2 separate regions of the Zea mays genome follow, and region 2 is linked to region 1. The links are chromatin contacts, called in public Hi-C maps. All regions are on one chromosome and are shown on one strand. The core of a region is the stretch at or near the end of the contact, and the rest is flanking DNA. Distances in the headings are between cores, read along the strand shown. Region 1 has its middle 32 kb from the start of LOC103629193. Region 2 holds the start of LOC100383605 (Transcription factor IIIA).

Region 1 (6,895 bases), core at 3,072-5,571:
TATACCTGACGAGATCGACTGATTTCGTCTGTCTCCGACTGTCTTGGAAAACAAAAAGTAAACGTGAAACTGTAGATAACATTATTTATAAAGAAAAAATTTAAAATAGAAAATAGGATAAGCGATGTAACAGAGAATCTGCAAGAGAGATAAGCCCAGCGAGCACACGGTAGAACGTCTACTCATGAGCTTTGAGTTATAATATTGCTGCAGAAATTTCAGTTGTCCCTGCTTTCTTATGCATGACTCTGCTGCCTGATCCACGCATGAATTGTTATATATAACGCATAAAATCGTACAGAATCCGTGATATCGTTCATATTATTACACATATAGGACCCATGGCATTTTTAGCGGAGATGACCCCTTATTGATTTGGTCTGGACACCAATCCTCCACGTCTCGTGATACCATTTCTTTATACCTCGTAGTACGCTGTACTTCCTGGCTGCTGGAACGGGCACCCTAATAACGTAACCAACCAACCAATGAGGAATCCTTCTCCTGAAACGGAAATAATACCCAATGGAGAAGGGACAGCGCTTGCTTTTGTGGGGGGTTAAATTAAGAAACGGAACTACTAGGTTCTAGCTAGGGGAACCCATGGGGGTTCGCCTTGTTTTAGTAGGCATGAAGAATCGTCTTTACACACAGGCTCTGCTAGCTGATCGCTCGCCGATTTATATATAAATATAAATTAAGCTAATGCACTACAGTTAATAGTTACTTAGTTGGCTAAAAAAATTGTTAGCGGAATTAGCTAGCCAATAAACAGTACGCTAACTTTTAGCTAATTCTAAGAGCTGAAATATTAGCTAGACTCTATATGTTTTTAGCTAATTTTAACAGATAATTATTAGTTTTATTGTATTCAAACATCTCTAAAATTAAGCACAATACTCCCTTTCGTGCGATTTTGACCGAACCCTGTCGATCAGGGTCACTTTTGGGGGTCTAGCTAGTGGTCTATCCTGATTTTTGGATTTTTTTTGTGTGTGTGCGGTGTGGGGGCCTATATGACCCTGATTGTTGCAGTTTTTTTTTCAGCTTCTGGACACCAAAATCTGCTGCGAACTGCCAAACACTCAACTTTTTAGCCAACCTTTATAAAATTCATTTTGGTAAAAAACCATCCAAAATGAACATAAACACATGAGTGGTCAAGTCGTTGCAATAGTATGAATCTGTCACTTTTCTAGATCCTGGACCCTATAGACACTTTTATCCTCAATGATACTCAGATTCTCTCCAAAACCGAATTCTCGCCAAAACCAGATTTCAGAAAAAGTTGGTCAGAAAAAGACTGAATCAAACAGTTTGTATATCTATAGAAGCAACATATATTTGATCACGGGACTCATTATTGACGGTGGGTCATGGGGAGCACCAGGATAACACGCACTGAGTGCAAAGACATACGACCTAACAATAACTTAGGTGTCGTTTGGTTCAAGAAATATATCGTAAATGCATGGTAGCAGTAATAATTTACACTCTATTTCCACTGGTAACAAGTTTAAATAGGACAGTATCTAGTATGTTATCTGATTACGGTTGGACTTAGGGGATTGTTTGGTTTCTTTAGGCCCTGTTTCAATCTCAATGGATAAATTTTAGCTTCCTGCTAAACTTTAGCCATATAAATTGAAGTGCTAAAGTTTAGCTCATTGTGGTGTTTGGACTACTCTAATAAAGTTTAGCACATTGGAATAAAAAGACACATATACCCCTAATGCGGAGAGAGAGAATAAGGTTGGAGGATATGGGTGGAAATGGGGTTCAGTGGCACACGTTTAGCTACTTTTAGCACCCCTTGAGCAGTTTATGAGATAATAGGTGCTAAATTTTATCACACTACCATTAGCTCTAATGTTTAGATCATTAAATGGCTAAAAGTAGCTAAAAAAACTGCTAAAGTTTATCTAGTGGGATTAAAACGAAACTTTAACGACTAAAAAACAGGAAATCATTCACGATATATATACGTGTGTGCTAGTGCGTTTCCTCAATTGGCGATAGGGTACTCTTAATAATAATATATGCCCTGGCCACTGCTATTTTGAGTACGTGCGATAAGCTTTAGCTGGGGGCGGGCATCTGAAGAAGCATGAGGTGCATGGTGGGATTCCGTCTAGAAACAGCTTCTGTAACTGGATGTAGATCGGGTTAGGTACGTATTTGACCATGCTGCTAAGTGTGATGAGGCAGTTGTATTCTATCTCAATTTATTTAGTAACTGGCTAGCTAGGCCTCTGGCTAGTGTGATGAGTCAGCTAACCTGAGTCAGACCAGCATGTTTAATTGGCTTTAATCTGTATCGGCTTCTACTGTTTATACAGTGTTTTTGTCGCTATGAATTATAACTAAAACAGTCTAAAAAGCTGGGTTTAATCTAAAACGAATAGTCAATTAATTATTATCATAATGGACAGACATGAGAAATACTACTAGCATAGTAGTAGCATGTAAAAACTAACTTGGCAGGGGAGAGAAAGGACCCTCGCTCTTCTGTTATTATAATACTAGTCGGTTACCCGTGCGTTGCGACGGCTCATAACAATACCCATATAAATTATTCACCAAAAAGATCTCAAGATTTTTTATTGGTTGTCTCCACTCTTTGCATAATATTTTTTATGAACGCACGGGTACCATAGGAAGCAAATCAGAGACCCACGCCCTCGCCTCCCCCACTTCTAAGGTTTCGTAGAGCAGGAGGGGAAGGGAAGAGGCAGACATACATGTTCGTTGTCGGAGAAGGACACGACGAAGACCTGGGCATCTGGAGGCGACATAGACAGTATACCGCTAGATATATAGGGAGAGAGCACGCAAGCGGAGAAAGAAGCCCAGCCGGAGCATCTCCAAACCAAGAGGCACTCGCACCAGGCGTCAGTCCGAGAAGGGCGAGAGAATGCGACTGTCTTCCCAGCTCTAGACCCGCCGAAGGGACACAACACCAGTACCAACTCCGTAGCATATGTCGACTGCTGCCACGCTACGGACCTTAGTTGTCCAATATCTCAGACCTAGACTCCTCATCGCTAAGATAACCTAAGCGTGGCAGACGCCACCATGTACTCCTCGACAGCACGCACGGAGAAAGGCCATCGTTCGTCTTCCGTGGGCGATGGCAGCAGGTTGGGGTGGAAGAACAGGGCGAAGACAGGGAAGACGAACGAGACGTCCGACGACGGTGAAAACGATGGTGCGTGTAGGATGTGAAACGTCCCCGTGGACGTGCAATAGCCACTGCGCGAGTCGGTGTCGGGGCTGATGTCGGATGAATACGGGGAGGAGACGCCTGCTCCTATGCCTTCTGCCGAGAATGGAGTGGCGCGGAGGTGGAGGCATGAGGGGAGAGTAATAAGAAGTAGAATGGCGAACGAGGTGGTGGCAACTGAGGTGAGGACCATCATTATCGTGTGGAGGTATAGATGGCCAAATGGGCCGTGTCTGGCAAGCCGGCCCGAGGCACGACCCATTTAATAGTGCCCGGGACAACCCGGCACGAGCGTCGTGCGGTGCTTAGGCCGTAGTTTCGACCCGTAGTGCTGGCCCGGCCACGCAGGATTTTTTATTTTTTACAAAAAATATATATACATATATACCATTTATATTTAATATTATAAACATCTGAGCATGATGTTATACTAGTTAGACAGCTTCGCCCAGTGTCTTCCAACCTTCTTCCATCAGGGTGTGGGTTCAAACCCCATCTCCTGCATCGCTTTTTAACATACACCAGCTGCTGCACCGTTTTTTAATATTTTACGCTGAGTAGATTTGGAAGAAATATGGTGACTTTTTTTTTAAAAAAAATAACGCAGGACGACCGTTGAAACTGGTGCTTTAAGTATAACAGAGATAAGAAGAGACCGAAACACGGTTCCGTGTAGAATGTAACCTGGAAGAAGCGAGCGGGGCATAATAAGGAGATTTATTTACCCAATCCAAAAATTCGCCTCCAAAAGAGATCGAACTCTAGATCGATTTGAGGGTGGTACTCGTAAATATTAACCATTACATTACATGAGAGTCTAGCAGTAGTTTGGCAGGCCTTGCCTTGGTTCACGTTTCGCTCTGACAAGACATGGTGTGGACCCAGCTGCAACCAATAGCCATGGTTATTATTATTGTCTGCAGGGCAGGGCTTGTAGCTAGAAGGCTAGCAGACACGCGTGTACCGATAGCGAAACGTGAACCACGCCATCTGATGATTTGATCTGGTTGGTGGTTGCATGCTCAAGGACGGACGGACGGAAGAGGAGCAGCAGGACCATGCAGCATCCGTATAGGTGATTGCTGTAGGTATGTTCACTCTCCCATGAAATGATCACGTTGCCTTATCCGTACGTGGTCCGGGCATCATGCATATCTATATATCATCCTAGTAGTGGCTGGTTGGTTGCCTTGTCCTCCTCCTCCTTTCTCCACATGCAAATCGTGCCTGCACTACATCCTAGTAGTCGCTGATGTCTGCCTGCCATGCCATGTCATGCCAGGCGCCAGCGACGTCCGCGCGCGAAAGCTGTAGGTGCCCTACTCCTCTGCCATGCCGTCGTGTGTGGCTTCGACTGGACCGCGTGTTTGCATTACTTGGCCGTACTGTGCGCACGGCGTCCGTGCTCGCGTCTCAGCCAACTCCTGCTACATGCGTCGAGGTCTAGATCGAGGTCGACCTCATGTTTTGAGGACCTCGCGAAAGAGTCCTCGAGGTGTTCTATACTAGCTAGCTAGCCAAGGGTGACTGTTACTCCTAACAAGAGGCCAGAGCCACCCAAGCTAGCCACCTGTACGTCGGTTCCAAAGTCACCCTCAGTGCGTGCCGGGCAAACAAACAAACAAATTAACAATCCCATCGCTCGACTGATTCGTCGCTTAATTCAGCGTGTCGTCGGTGGGAAAAATGAAACACACTGCTCCGCTCCAGAGGAAAAGTTAGGGAGTGTTTGGTTTAATGAATCACTACATCCAAATTGAGGTGGTGCATCTGAGAGCACCTAGAGGGGGTGAATAGGTGATCCTGTAAAACTTAAAACTTAATGTCACAAAAACTTGATTAGGAGTTAGCACAATAAAGCCAAGTGGCTAGAGAAGAGTTTTTGCAATACACGATAACCACAAGAAGATCAATCACAGATAGACATAGTGGTTTATTCCGTGGTTCGGCCAAGTTCAACACTTGCCTACTCCACGTTGTGGCGTCCCAACGGACGAGGGTTGCAATCAACCCCTCTCAAGCGGTCCAAAGACCCACTTAAATACCACGGTGTTTTGCTTTGTTTACTTTATCCCGCTCGCGAGGAATCTCCACAACTTGGAGCCTCTCGCCCTTACACTTTGATGTTCACAAAGAAGCACGAAGTAAGGGAGGGATGAGCAACGCACACAAGACACAAAATCAGAGTGACAATACGCACACAAGTCACAACACGAGCTCTCAACACAACTCAAAGAGTTCTCTACTCAAATGGAGCTCTAGTTGCTATCACAAAGAATTGAATGCGCGGAATTGAAGTCTTGGTGCTTAGAAATGCTTAGAGAATGCTTGGTGTTCTCCTCTATGCGCCTAGGGGTCCCTTTTATAGCCCCAAGGCAGCTAGGAGCCGTTGAGAGCATTCTAGGAAGGCAATTCTGCCTTCTGTCGCCTGGCGCACCGAACAGTCTGGTGCGGATTTCTTTCCTTCTTTGGCGAAGCCGACCGTTGGAGATTCAGAGCCGTTGGCGCACCGGACACTGTCCGGTGCACATCGGACAGTCCGGTGCCCCCTTCTGACCGTTGGCTCTGCCACGCGTCGCGCGCGGATTACGTGGCCGACCGTTGGCTGGGCCGACTGTTGGCTCACCGGACAGTCTAGTGCATCACCGGACAGTCCGGTGATTTATAGCCGTACACCGCCGTCGATGTCCCGAGAGCAGCCAGTTGACAGACGCCAGCCTGGCGCACCGGATCGACACTGTCCGGTGCCCCACCGGACAGTCCGGTGCACCCAGACCGAGCAGCCTTTTGGCTGTACACAGCCAATTTCTCCAAAATTGTTTCTCCTGTTTCTAGCACTTAGACACAATACATTAGTCTTCAAAACAATGTACTAAGTCTAGAAACATACCTTTAATCTTAATTTGCACTTCTTGAGTCCTTGGCACAATTTAACACTTAGGCACTTGTGTTGGACACTTAATCACCAATAATACTTAGAAATGGCCCAAGGACACATTTCCCTTCCAATCTCCCCCTTTTTGGTGATTTATGCCAACACAATAAAAAGCAACTAAAAGAGGTGCAACATCAACGCAACTGAAAACTCAAATTTGTTTTGATTCAATTTTGGCATATTTGGATCATCATTTGCCACCACTTGGTTTTGTTTTTGCAAATCAAACTCGATATTCTATCTCTAAGTCAAACACACTTGTTGGGACATAAAGAGAGTTGTTCCAAGAGAAATTGATCAAAGATTTCAAAAACTCCCCCTTTTTCCCATAATCTACTATTCTCCCACATGAGGCCAACTTTTGACAAAAGAGAAAATAAGAGAATTTTGACAAACCAAAACGCTCTATTCTACTATTTTCAAAATTCTCAAGTGGTAGCTTATCCATTTGTTGCTTTGGCCTTATTTTCTCCCCCTTTGGCATCAAGCACCAAAACGGAATCAATCTTGGCCCAAAAACCTCATTGCCTCACCAAAATTTTCAATTAAGAGCAAAAAGGCAATAAGCATGGAAATGAACTTGGAATAAGTTACCCTCTCATCGGAGTGCAGTGGAAGTCTTGCATGGTCTAAGTCCACCTTTTCCCTTTCAAGTCACCTTTGAGACTAGATCAAGCAAACTCAAGCACACGGTTAGTCTCAAAGGGTCAAGTTGTAGCACATCTCCCCCTAAATAT
Region 2 (6,670 bases), core at 2,301-4,800, 520 kb after region 1:
CATTCAAGAATCATGAATCCAATTTTCACCTGCAACCAGCAGGAGGCAAAAAAAGGCAAAGACACTGCAACTGCGAACATACCAAAACATGTTGCCAAGCTGTGCTGAAGACACATAGATCTAATGATCATGAGCAACCGCTCTTACATTCAAGATCTTGCCAATACAGCATATTGCCTTTATAATTGAGGTCCAATGATCTGTATTTCTGATACCGTACATAAACATTTACATAACATACTAGAGACATTCATCTTCCTATACATGCCAAGTAAATCGCTGATGTTTCCAACTACACAAAGTGCACTTGAACGTCCAATCAAACCGACAGAAGCCATCTCAAATATTCAGTTGCATCAGCATGAGCAGGCCCATCGTCAGGAGCGGCTACCCTCTTACGCATCAAACTCTCAACAGATACGGGTTTCCTCTTGCACCCACCTACTGAACGTGGCCGCTGCTCATCAGCCTCGACAAAATCACCCTGCAAACAATTGATGGGAAATCATAAACATCCCCCTCACAAGATGCATTTCTGAAGGAGAAAGCACAATGTAGGATGCCAAGGAAATTGTTATCAGGTGATCATTTGTGATACCTCAGTGTGCACATGAGCGCTTGACTTCTCATGATTGTCCCTTACGTGCTTGTAAGAAAACCTCTTGCCACACCCAGAGAATTGGCACACAAAAGGACGACGCTGCTCATGTACCGCCTTAACATGCTTGTCCAAATTGGATTTCTGCAGTTTCATGTTCACCAAGAATGAATAACTGAGTGCTTTTCTTGATAAATTCCACGGAAACAAACCATAAGAGAATCAAATAGTGTTAAGATTAGAAACCACACCTTCGAGAACGAACATTTGCAGTCCTCGATGTGGCATTTAACCCTCTCAGTGACGCAGGAACCTTCATGCATCCGATGATGGCGCTGGAAATTCTTCTTTAGCTGTTTCGTACCACAGATATCACACTGAACATATTGATGGCAAGATTGGTTATGCGCCTTCAGGCATTCCATGTTTGAAAAGAACTTCATGCAGCCTGGCTCACAGCACATAACTTCTGTGTATTCCAGCTGGACTGCACCACAGGTACCAAAAGTTTATCATGACAGAGAAACTACTGTCAGTGTTGATAATAAGCACTTGCATACATAATATTATGCAGAATAGATGAAAAGCATGCACTAAGGCAGAACACATAAAATAATCATATCAGAAAGACAAAAACAATTGGTAAAGGTGAGAGTTCATATTGATAAATATGGCTCAGAGGATAACAAGACCAGAACTACATGCTAACATCATCAATATACTATATCAACAGGCTTTTCAAAGTGTGTTATTTAAACTTGGTGTCAGAAATATGGAAATGGTTATAAAGTGTGCCTCTCACCATGTGATTCTTCGTGCTTCTTTAACTTAGAAGCATATTTGAAAGCCTTCCCACAGTTAACCTTTGGACAGATGAATTCTTTCTTGCTTTCACAAGGAGAGACATCTTTGTGGATTTCCTGAACATGTCTCTGCATATTACCCTTGATATTGAACTTACGGCCACATCCTTCGACAGGGCACACAAATAGTTTCCCTTCATGAGTAAGTAAATGTCTGTTCAAATGATCCTTCCTGCTATAGCTAAAGGGGCAACCATCAACAGTGCAGGAAAAGGGCCTCTGCAGTAGTTTTGGAAAGACATGTATCACTATATAGTACCTAAAAAAAGGTTTGATACAAATAAAGTAATAGAGATGCAAACAGTACCACAAAGTGCAACCAGGCATGCTACAACATGAGCTTTAAGTGGTGTGAAAATAATAGAAAATACAATTATAAAAGTGCAAGTAAATAATAACATAAAAGGAAAAATCTTAGAATGAGAAGGCTGGAACGAAATGAGCAAACCTTAAGAAACGCGTGAACAAGGCATGCTTGATGGAGCTTCTCAGGATGGTCTCCCAATCCTGATACTAGTCCATTCAAGGCCTTATCGCATTTTGGAGTTCTTTGGGATCCAATGCTTCACGCATTCATATGTCAACAAATTGCCTACAAAAACCAGCAAATCAAATGTCGTACACCAGTCCCCAAATACAGGGGCAAATAGCAGCACACCGTATCCGCATAACTCACCTTCAAATGAAAATTAATTTGATTTTTGCATGAAATGTATAATTCAACTAAGGAAGATCATGATCCAATCATTTCAGTGAACACATAACTAAAGTCGAGCACATAAACTATGCAGAACAGGAATTGTGTCTCTCTATGCCTGCTAAATCTATCCTGTCAATAATGAGGGCCATCAAACGGTGACAGCTAGATATACTCAAACAGCATTGCAGTGTAAATTCATCAATTATCAAATATGACTAGAACAGCAGACGCCCAACTTGTTGAAAAAAGTGGCATCGCAATCTCAGACTAGACCTTTAGCATATGTCATGTGACAGGAACATAATAACAAAAAAAGCAGCAAGCAGCTCAGAATAGCTCAGAACACACAACCTGAAGAATAGCGTGAATGAAGGAACTCTTGATGGAGCTTCTCAGGAGGGTCTCCCCATCCTGGTACTAGTCCGTTCAAGGCCTTCTCGCATTTTGGAGTTCTTTGAGATCCAATGCTTCACACATCTGTATCTGAACAAACAGACTGCAAAAGTCAGCATAATTAATAATAACATACAATGGACTAAAGAAAGACCATGAGGTATACAGAGTCATCCATCGAACCAATTGTTATTATAACAGGGTTGTAGCAACCACACCAAAAGAGTCAAACCAGCATGTATCTCGCTTTCGGCCTTTTCTCACACAATAAACATTAAGCGGATAGTAACAAACCAGGCGAGCACTAGTAGCCTGAGCATTCACTGAGCAATATACCAAAAAACCCAACATAAGCAGCCAGATCAGTACCTCGAGCGAATGGCTCTGCATATGTTGCTTCAGATGCGCCTGCTTCTTGAAGCTCATCCCGCACTGTTCGCACGCACGGCTGATCTCTTTGCGCGGACCAGCATCTCCACCTTCCCAGTAACCCCCCAAAGCATCCACCTCATCCTACACACACCCCATAAGTGTTACCCCTGTAGAACAATACAAAGGAGAACGCGCGCAAATCTGAAGTCTGAACCAAGCGGCGGCGAGCAAGCGAGCAGCACAGCTGGTACCTTGTGGTGCTCAAGCACGTGGGCGCGGAGCAAGCACTTCTTGGACCGGACCACGTCGCAGAACCCGCACTTGTAGCACCTTATATACCTCAGAGGCGGCGCTGTGGTCGCCCCGCCGCCGCTCTCTGTGCCTTCCCCCATCTGAGTCTGACTAACCCCAAAACCACAGCGAAATAAACGAGAAATTGAGACGGGATTCCCAGAATTAGCACCACACGCAACACCAATCGGAGGAAACTGACCTCGAATCGCGGAGGGAGCCGCGGGATCTGCAGGATCGCCCGCCGCCGCCGTGGAGAGAGGTAGCCGCCGCGCAGGAGAGAAACCCTCGACTCGTGAGTCGCCAAGCGTTAGTGGGAGAACAAGCCAAAAACAACCACTGGGAGATGGGCCTGATGAGCATCAGGCCCACCTGGCAAGGGGAGAGCCTTCCCGGGTTCGGGGTCCTAAACGGGTTACGGGTCCCGCTGCGGGTGGCGCACGTGCGCTCCGTTTGGGTGGGGTGGGCTGCCTACCGCTATACGCCTGTACCGCAGCCGGTGTGGCTGACGCTGAAGTGTGCTCCGCTCCGCCTCCGCCCGCGGCCGTACGCTCCCGAGCTCCACCCGTCGCGCCCCGACCGAGATCGTCCCCGGCGATGGCTTCCGCGGTGGCCGCTTCGACCGCTACGCGGTTCCTGCCGCGGCTTCCGGACCCGTGGTGGACGCGTCGTGCGCGAGCGGCGCTCCCGCCGCCGCCGCTCACGTGGCGGCCTCTCCCGTTCACGGTGTCCGCCGCGTCGTCCCGCCCTGGGGAAGCGGAAGGAGGACGGCGCGGGAGGATGCGGAGGCGGCGCGCCAGGAGGGCGGAACAGGAGGAAGGCGTCTCGCTAAGCTCTGGTGAGTACGACGCTCGGCTCCACCCCACCGCCGTCTAGCTTCTTACCGCCCAATTCCTTCCTTCGGCTCCTGCGAGCCAGCCAGCCTTGGGCGCAATAGCTTGGTTGCAACATCAAGCCATGCGCACAATTGTTTGGTTGCAACATCAAGCCATGGGCGCCATAGTTCGGCTGCAACATCAGAAATGCGCAATAACTCAGTGACGCATTTTGAAATCAAGTTCCTCAGAAGGGGACTCCCATGCTATCTGCTGAATTCATTTTTGATGGTTTCGTGAGATTTCTTGTCCCTCTCTGATACCTCGCGTTGGATATGTATGCAGAAAAGGAGACGGTAAATTCTACTCCACGTGCTCAACCCAAAAAGGGTGCAGAACCCGTAGCGGTGTCCAGCACGAGTGGGAAAGGCTCTGCCATTAGAAGGGTGACACTTGTGGTCAGTTTTTTCTATCTATCTACCATTTTGTTGATTCAGCTTAGAGTTACTTCTACACATGGAGCTAATACATTGGGTTTGTTCAGATTCTTGCTGCCGTGCTTTTTGGAGTTAGCATTGCCTTGAAGGACGGGGCCGAGAAGGCATCGGAGTATTTTGCTGGGTGTGTGCTATGCAGATCCCGTTGTATTTAGCATTGGCACTTTTTTACAAAATAGTTATAAGTTTGGCTGCCTTTTCTATTAGAATAGGATTTCTAGGATTACATATGAATAACAGCACATTTGAGAAGGACACAGCAATGCACATTAGCTTTGTTGTTTCGTGCATGTTAGTTTGGTTGCATTGCTGCTACCAATCAGCTCCGTAAAATAATTGAGCAGCACCTTCCATTGATCTTGAGGCCCTCGGGATCCAACACCATCTTCTGGATCACCTTGTCAACTCATGTTCGGAAGAAGAAGTTTGGGATACCATCAAGCAGATGCCCTCTGACAAAGCGCCGGGGCCCGATGGCTTCACGGGAAGATTTTATAAGGTGTGTTGGCCAATCATTAAGAAGGACATCATGGCGGCTGTTGTAGCAATTTGGAGGAAAGACTTTCGGAATTTTCGGGCTCTTAATTCAGCCTTTGTTATCCTCCTTCCCAAGGTTGAGAACCCGTCTAATGCCAAGGAGTTTAGGCCTATAAGCATCATTCATAGTTTTGCTAAACTGATTACGAAGATCCTTGCAAACCGGTTGGGAGGTCAACTTGATAGTATGGTGTCCAAGAACCAAAGTACTTTCATCAAGGGAAGATTTATTCAAGACAACTTCATGTTGGTCCAACAAACAACCCGCTTCCTTCATTCTCAGAATCAGCCAACAATTATGCTGAAACTGGACATATCAAAGGTGTTTGATTCAGTATCTTGGCCCTTCTTGTTGGAAGTCTTGCAGAGTCTGGGGTTTGGTGCTGGATGGTGTGACATTGTGAGTGGGCTGCTTGCCACATCCTCCTCTCAGATTCTCCTTAATGGTATTCCAGGGGACTTCATTCCGCACAGAAGAGGGCTGCGGCAGGGAGACCCCCTCTCCCCTATGTTATTCATTTTGGTGATGGACGTTCTAAACCTCATGGTGGGGCGAGCTGTTGAAGCTAGGCTGTTGCAACCCCTGTCAACTTGTTCCTTTCTGCATAGAGTCTCTCTTTACGCGGATGATGTTGCACTTTTCATCAAACCTACAGTGGATGACCTTGTTCTGGTGGGAAATATACTCAGGCTGTTTGGTGAAGCTTCCGGTCTCCAAACAAATATTCAGAAAAGTAGTATTATCCCTATCAGGTGCTCACAGTCGGAGGTAGCCACTGTTCAAGATCATCTGCCTTGCAAGCTGGAGGAATTCCTTTTCAAATATTTGGGGCTGCCACTGTCCTTAAAAAAGCTCAATAAAGCGCAATTACAGCCCTTCATTGACCGCTTGGCGAACTCTCTCCCGGGTTGGAAGGCTGATCTTATGACTAAGGCAGGAAGAGCGGTCCAGGTTCAGTTTGTGTTGACAGCTACTATCGTCTATCATGCTATGGCTCTAGATCTCTCTCCTTGGGCCCTCAAGGCCATGGATAAAATCATGAGAAATTTTCTTTGGCGTGGTAGAAGCGAGACTAATGGAGGTCATTGTCTGATTGCTTGGCCTAAAGTCACTAGACCTAAAGAGCTGGGTGGTCTCGGCATCTCTAATTTACAGTCTTTGAATTGGGCTCTCCGTGTTAGATGGCTTTGGCTTCAAAAGACTAGTCCGGACAAGGCTTGGGCTTCTTTTCAACTCCAGTTTTCAGATCAGGTCAAGTCTCTCTTCGATCTTGCCTTAGTCTCTGAAGTTGGAGATGGCAGGCTGGCAGCAACACCTTGTTTTGGGGTGACAGATGGCTGTTAGGGCAGCGCCTGGTTGATCTGGCCCCCAACCGTCGTCGTCGTCGCCGATTACGTCGCGAAGTCTGTGACCGTCGGCCTACCAGTCGCCGGCGCGCAGTGAGGTATGTGGCTATCAACCTACCAGCCGCCGATTGGTGCCGCCGCCACGAGGTCTGTCGCTGCCGTTCATTGATTGGAGCCGCCGCCTGATGAGCCGTGGGCTCGTTGCTACTGTCGCAGTCGATCTGTGGTCATCAGTCACCGATTGGAGTTGCCGCCTG

What was found. Hi-C and Micro-C count contacts between places; a contact is called where the count stands out from the background.
Region 2: a contact with region 1 is called in a Hi-C map of ear, with 2.5 times the contacts expected there. The contact joins the promoter of LOC100383605 here to the enhancer-like site in region 1. A contact is called at or near these places in 6 of 25 Hi-C or Micro-C datasets (bundle sheath, ear, leaf and 2 more).

What each region holds. Positions count from the first base shown.
Region 1 is chr6:36,571,525-36,578,419 of Zm-B73-REFERENCE-NAM-5.0, forward strand. No RefSeq gene overlaps it. Among protein-coding and RNA genes, the nearest start is that of LOC103629193, 32 kb to the right of the region's middle. Within about 2 kb of position 4,322, at least 16 of the 20 cell types and tissues checked have an H3K27ac peak or open chromatin away from gene starts, as enhancers often do. A contact at or near this core is called in bundle sheath, ear, leaf and 2 more, where this site is marked.
Region 2 is chr6:37,088,074-37,094,743 of Zm-B73-REFERENCE-NAM-5.0, forward strand. It overlaps LOC100383605 (Transcription factor IIIA), which reads right to left and starts at 3,551. Exons shown (of 9, transcript NM_001362095.1): 1 at 3,420-3,551; 2 at 3,178-3,328; 3 at 2,924-3,067; 4 at 2,513-2,644; 5 at 1,910-2,053; 6 at 1,401-1,680; 7 at 850-1,085; 8 at 599-742; 9 at 73-484. The coding sequence starts at 1,536. The coding sequence ends at 320. LOC100284595 (protein alx) reads left to right here and starts at 3,705. Exons shown (of 13, transcript NM_001157490.2): 1 at 3,705-4,055; 2 at 4,378-4,490; 3 at 4,577-4,653. The coding sequence starts at 3,815.